Regions from separate parts of the Cricetulus griseus genome. Here region 2 is linked to region 1. A link is a contact called in public Hi-C data. All regions are on one chromosome and are shown on one strand. Each heading gives the region's core, a stretch centred on a gene start, on an enhancer-like site or on the middle of the called end of the contact. The rest is flanking DNA. Distances are from core to core; before and after follow the strand shown.

Region 1 (3,183 bases), core at 78-2,577:
ACATGTCATGGAGGCTGAGCTGTCCCAGGATATGCCATCTGCAATGTGAAGAACCTATAAAATCCATACCACGGCTCAGTCCAAGTCCAAAGACTTGGAGCCACAGGAGCCAACAATGACTTTCAATTTGAAGTCAAAGGTCTGAGAGCCTGGGGCTCTGATATCAGAGAGAAAGAATGTGGATGCCCCAGCTCTAGAAGCGATCAGAATTCCTCCCTTCCTCTGTTTACTCTATCCAGGCTGAGGACTGGTCTTACTTCTTCAGTTTGTTGTTCCAAATGCCAGTGTCTTCTGGAAATGTCATCACAGAATATCACAAATAATGCTGCATGCTCTTCATGGCTATGAGGGTAATCAATCCTCCTGACTAGCAAAATATAAAATGAATTTTAGCCTAGCTGTTCAATATGTAAGAAATAAACTGACAGGCACCTGCCTCCAAGCCTGGCGACCTGAGTGCCAGGGAACCACATGATAAAGGAGAGGGCCGATTCCTGCAAGTTGTCCTCTAAGCTACAGACACACACACACTCACACACACACACTCACACAAACACTCACAAATACACACTCACACATGCACACTCACATGTGCATACCTACTCTCTCTCTCTCTCTCTCTCTCTCTCTCTCTCTCTCTCACACACACACACACACACACACACACACACACACACACACACACGAATGTGACTTTAATCCCAGTACTCGGGAGGCAGAGGCCTGCGGATCTCTGTGAGATCAAGACCAGCAGGGTCTACGAGAGCTAGTTCCAGGACAGTTTCCAAAGCCACATAGAGAAACCCTGTCTCAAAAAACAAATAACAAACAAACAAACAAACAAACCAAAATGTTCTCATTGAGGATCAAGAATGGCATGAGACACTGAGAAGAACATTGGCTAAGCTGAGACACGGAGACTGGGGGAATCCTAATGTGTTAGAATAGACTTCAGCTCTTAGGAATACTTGGCTAAAGATTCCTGCTCACCCCCCATTTCCTTCACTAAAAGTCATGAGGACTAGGAAGGTAACTCAGCGGTAGAGCGTTTGCCTGAGATATGCCAGGCCTTGGGGACTTCTCCCCCACCGCCGCACTTAAAATAAATATGTAAATCTAGTGTTAGCCTTTGTTATTTTATATATAAACTATATAACATATTTTAATGAAATCTATAATATATACAAAATAGCAAATCACTTCTTATTTTCATATGTTGGTATGAGTTGTTACTTTCAATTAATCCTTACACCCCTGCTATAACCTCTCTAGATGTTATGACTAATCCTAGGTTCAGTGGATCCTTCTCCATCTATGAGTCAAGGCTTTGTTTTCAGAGAGCATTAGTCAGGGATGATGTGACTCTTTGGAGCTGGGTTTTGTGTAGGGTGATAAGTATAAATCTATTTGCATTCTCCTACTTGCAGACATTCAGTTGGCCCAGTACCATTTACTGAAGGTTTTTTCCTTTTCTCCAGTGTGCATTTTTAGCTTCTTTGTAAAACCTTGGATGCCCATAGGTGTTTGGATTTATGTCTGAGTCTTCAATGCGGTTCCGTTGATCAACACATCTGTTTTTATGCCAATACTATGCTGTTTCATGATAGTATCTCTGTAACATAACTTTAAATCTGGATCATCATCCAGCAGTTCTTTGGTTATTTAGGACTGTTTTAGTTATCCTGGGTTTTTTGTTTGTTTTGTTTCGTGTGTGTGTGTGTGTGTGTGTGTGTGTGTGTGTGCGTGTGTGTGTTTCTATGTGAAGTTGAAGTTTTTAGTTTTCAATTTCTGTGAAGAATTGTGATTTTTGATGGAGAGTATACTGAATCTGTACATCGATTTTGGTAAGATGGCCATTTTCACAATATTAATCCTACTGATCCATAACCATGGGTGATCTTTCCATCTTCTACTGTCTTCTTCAATTTCTTCCTTAGGGGTCTTAAAGTTTTATTATACGTACAAGTCTTTCACTTGCTTGGTTAGAGCCATCCCAAGTTTTTTTTTTTTTTTGAGACTATTATGAAAGATGCTCCTTCCTGATTTCTCTGTCAGTATGTTTGTAATTTGTATATAGGAAGCTACTGACTTTTGTAAGTTAATTTTGAAATGGTCAATGTCTGTCTACATGCAGACCTGAGTAGAACCTAAAGATTAAGATAGGAAGGGAACAGACACAATATGAAGACAGAGATGTTAAGCATTTTATCCCATTTTATTCATTCATCTTCAAGCTGTCATGAAGAGCCAGTGTTTTTAGCAAAGGCAGCCTTTATGTTTTGCTAAATATTGTAGCAATTGTTCCAACCATGCATCAGAGGTGTTAACAGCAAGAAGCTGGTGGGAAGCTGGCAATGGATTGATCGTCTGAGTGACCTCCAAAATTAGTGATTTATAAGTCAACTAAGAGCAAATTCAGCTGAGCATGGTGGCTCACACCTGTGACCCCAACACTGGGGAGGCAGAGGATTGGATTGACACAAGTTCCTTGCCAGCTAGGGCTATGTAATGAGAACTGTGTCAAACAAGACAAAACAAAACAAAAGATGCCTGAATGAATGCTGTGGGTTTGTTCTGACAGATCATCTGTCATCTGAGCTGATTGTGGGGCTTACCAAGGACATTTTACGGGATGCCGTTTTTTTTTTTTTTCCTTGGTAATGAGTCCCCTTGCCTGTCTGTCACTTGTATAGTCATGGTGTCTGCACGGTGGAAGAGGCATTCCTGATCTGTAAATGTTATGGCCTTATGGCCTCATCTGTGTTTTAAGACAATGCTGGTGAAATCATGCTTATAATGAGTTTTGCAGTTTTCCCTTTGTGGTGGTCCCTAGCCATCTTGTTTCCAGGTTGTTGAACACATTGATATGCTGGGGTTCACACTCCTGGAGAGGGTATGAAAGCATGACACCCCACATGCCTTGCCCTGCGTGTTGCTCCCATAAGGCATTTCTTTCCTCATGATGTCAGCAAAGCACTTCTGTGAGTTTCTCAGGTCCCTTTAGCAAGTCATAAATGGAAGGTAGGTGGCTAGGGAACCCTCAGTTAGGTAGCTGAGAGATGAACTGTGAATATCTGATGATAAAGACAGGAGCATAAAGCAAGTGCAATATCGTGGGACTAAAGGCCACGAACTATAGAGTCTGATGCAAACCCTGAGTTGTTAGGGTTAAATTACGGGCCA
Region 2 (3,289 bases), core at 302-2,801, 330 kb after region 1:
CTACCTCACCGCCTCTACTCTCCCACAGGACCCCACAGTTTTGATCATGTGTCCCCCGTGTGGTTTGCAGAGCAGTGCAGACTTCTGTGTCTGCAAGTCTCTAAGCACTTGGAGGCAAGGGGCCATTCCACATTCATATATAACTCCTCGGTGCCCACACAGAACCTGGCAGGTTGCAGGGACTTGGGAAAGACGTGCTTGAAGGGAACTGAACTCAAGAAACTTGTAACTTGCTTTGTGTGGCGCAGATAGACAAGCTTACCTGGGTTTAGAATAGACCCATGCTGCAGCTTTAGGCTGTCTTTCTCAGTGCATCTGTCTGGGGCAACTTTTCTGGGCCTTGTTAGTCACTGCATAGGGGACTATGCTGATACTCAGTCTAATGCAGGAATGCTAAGCACTGCTGATGCCAGATGGATGCTTGCACCCCGGAGCTCTTATACTCCCCTTTGCCACTCTAGGCATTCATGGGAGCCTAATGGTATTCGCCAAAGCTTCTGTGTAGTCCGGCTATTATCCTTATCAGTTTGCACACATTATCTGGTTTGCTTTTCTCAGAAACACTAAACAGGCAATCTTAGTAAGCCCGTTTTTCAGACACATAGTCTTTTACTATGTTCTGCAAAAGCCACACACATGAGCCCATTAATTCTCATGTCTTGAAAGGAGGTATTTCAACAGCACCAAGAGGGCAGGGTGTGGGGGTGGGGAGGCATGGACCTTACAACTGATGAAAAGCAGAATGAGCCTCAAAGGTCTACATTTTCAGACTGGGGATGGCTCCCCTTCCCTGCCACCCACAGCTCTGTGTGCTTCATCGCACCAGCTACTAAACAAGTTCGAGAACTAGTCATGGCCCCGAAAAATCTTTTTTTAGTTTGACCTTCTCCAACTTTAAATGCAATTTCCCTGAACGCTGGGTATTCATTCAGAATGGGAATTTAGAGACCCTCTCCTCTGCCCCTCACTTTCCAGAGGAGGAAACAGCAGACTGCATTTTAAAACAGTGCCAGGAAGGAGTCTTAGGCAATCCCCACAGTAACCTTTTGCAGTAAGAGTCCTTATCCTTGTTTTCTAGGTATCTCAGATCACAGTCCATGTCCGTCAGTAACATAGCTAGTGTTAGTCTCCCCAAAACATTCATTCTTTAAAAAATAATATTTGTATTTTATGTGCATTGCTGTTCTGCCTGCACGTATATCTCTGTGAGGGTGCTGGATGCCCTGCAACAGAGGAGTTACAGGCAATTGTGAGCTGCCATGTGGTTGCTGGGAATTGAACCTGGTCCTCTGGAAGAGCAGCCAGTGCTCTCAACTACTGAGCCATCTCTCCAGCCCCAAAACATTTATTCTTAAGGGCGTTAGTAAGGATCCACTCTGAAATGCAAGTGCTTCCAGTTGCAGAAGAGTGGCAGGAATCAAGAGGCAGGGGTGCTTAGGCACTTATCTGGTTATCGACCCTGGAGTTATTTAACTAAGTGCTGAGTTCTGCTTGGCAAATACCTGCCAAAGAAATCGTTCCGGTTTTGCAGCTACCATGGTTACTCAACAGTGCTTGACACGACAAACAAAACAAAACAAAACTCCTCATGACATTCGTTTTCTTGATGGCTGGCTGACCCCTTGTGGATCGATTTAGGATTGCAGCATTTCATCCGTTCCATGACAAATATGGCATTAATAAATGCTGCCCTCTGCCTAGAGTTGCTTGCATTTATGCTAAGTTCGTTTGTTTTCACATAAGATAAGAAATTTGGGGGGGGGGAAATAAAGGTGATGACACTTCCTAACTAGACTTTTTAGATGGAGAGAGAAAGTAACAGGGAAGAAAATCTTTGAGTAAAAGTGCAGCACCTGGGATGGTCATGTTCTCTTGTAATGCCTGCATGAGGCAATCTGGAATTTGAGGCCAGCTTGAGCTACCTAGAAAGTTCCAGGGCAGCCTCAGCTACGTAACAATGGCCTGTTGACAGAGACTGAGGGTCTCCAAAAGTTTGAGATCCTGAGAATCAAATGATTTAGAATTTGAAACAAAAACAAAACAGAGAGGAAGAATATTTTTAAAACACTTTACAATTAGAAATTTAAGATCATAAAGACAAACCATTCTTTAAATTTCCAGGGTAAAATTTGCTGTGAAGGAGAATCCAGTTCACATGTTTTCTCGGTAAGATGGCCATGAACAAAGTTAAAGAGGCTGATGATAATGGCTTAGCATTTTTGCTAAACATTGTAAGCTTTTAATCTACTATTTGCTATTTAGTTCAACTATCGTAATGTCAAAAAAGTGTAAAGTCTAAAAGACATTATAAAGCATTCAAGACCAAAGAAGGTTCCACCGCTCAAAGATCAGCTTTAATGAGAGCACTGTAAATTTGCCAGGATACAAGAATCCTTTTTCAGCAAACAAAAGGATTAGTAAGAATAAAATAAATTATTAATAAAAATAAAATATTAGCAAGAATATTAAAGTCAAGAAGATACTGTGTGCTTTGAGATGGCACAAGAAAAAAGAATGGGTAATTGGCTCTGAAGTTTATTGTATAAAGGATACAAAATGAGTGGGCTACATTTTAGATACTACTAGAGAACTATGTGGAATTGGTGATAGTCATACGGAAAATGAGAATTTTCTAAGTTGTAACAATCCATACATGTACCGTATTGTAGAGAAAAGCAGAAATATAAGTCATAATGAGTTAAGTGTAACCAAAACACTCTAATAGCACTTTCGGATGAAAAGAAATAAACTTGATCTACTCAATAAATAGCAGAAAAGGAGGCGGAAAGAAAAACAGAAGGAGAGTAAATAGAAAGAATTAAGTTGCCAGTCTGAGGCTAGCCTGGGCTACATAATGAGTACCAGGCCAACCAGAGCTACAAGACTCTGACTCAAAACAAACATAAGTGAATAGAAAGATAGATAAATAAATTAAATATATAAATAAGGAAATCAGACAATAGCAAATAACAAAGACAATTTAGGTGCTCCCATAGAGAGGAAACTTGTCAATAAAGAATAACAATCTAAAACCAGTAGCAAAAGCAAAAAGAACAACAAAACAAAACTGGGGTTTTGAAAGGACTAAGAATTGATTAATATAAAAGAGAAAGATAGAAATAAAGTATAGAATAATGAGGGAGGTATGTCTGTAGTTGCAAAAGGAGCATTAGAATAATAAAAAGGATATCATGTCAATGAGAATGAAATGTCAATCATTATGGGGGAAGAATGGAAAAATCACTGCAAAAACAAAGAGACAACACTGGCAAAATAATTTAATAAACCA

The links. Hi-C and Micro-C count contacts between places; a contact is called where the count stands out from the background.
Region 2: a Hi-C map of liver shows a contact between it and region 1, with 4 times the contacts expected there. The contact joins two enhancer-like sites. A contact is called at or near these places in 7 of 8 Hi-C or Micro-C datasets (the CHK-Q cell line, the CHL-YN cell line, the CHO-K1 cell line and 3 more).

What each region holds. Positions count from the first base shown.
Region 1 is chr5:22,208,319-22,211,501 of CriGri-PICRH-1.0, forward strand. No RefSeq gene overlaps it. Among named protein-coding and RNA genes, the nearest start is that of Olfml2b, 16 kb to the left of the region's middle. Within about 2 kb of position 1,328, at least 2 of the 6 cell types and tissues checked have open chromatin away from gene starts, as enhancers often do.
Region 2 is chr5:22,535,055-22,538,343 of CriGri-PICRH-1.0, forward strand. No RefSeq gene overlaps it. Among named protein-coding and RNA genes, the nearest start is that of Spata46, 16 kb to the left of the region's middle. Within about 2 kb of position 1,552, at least 1 of the 6 cell types and tissues checked has open chromatin away from gene starts, as enhancers often do.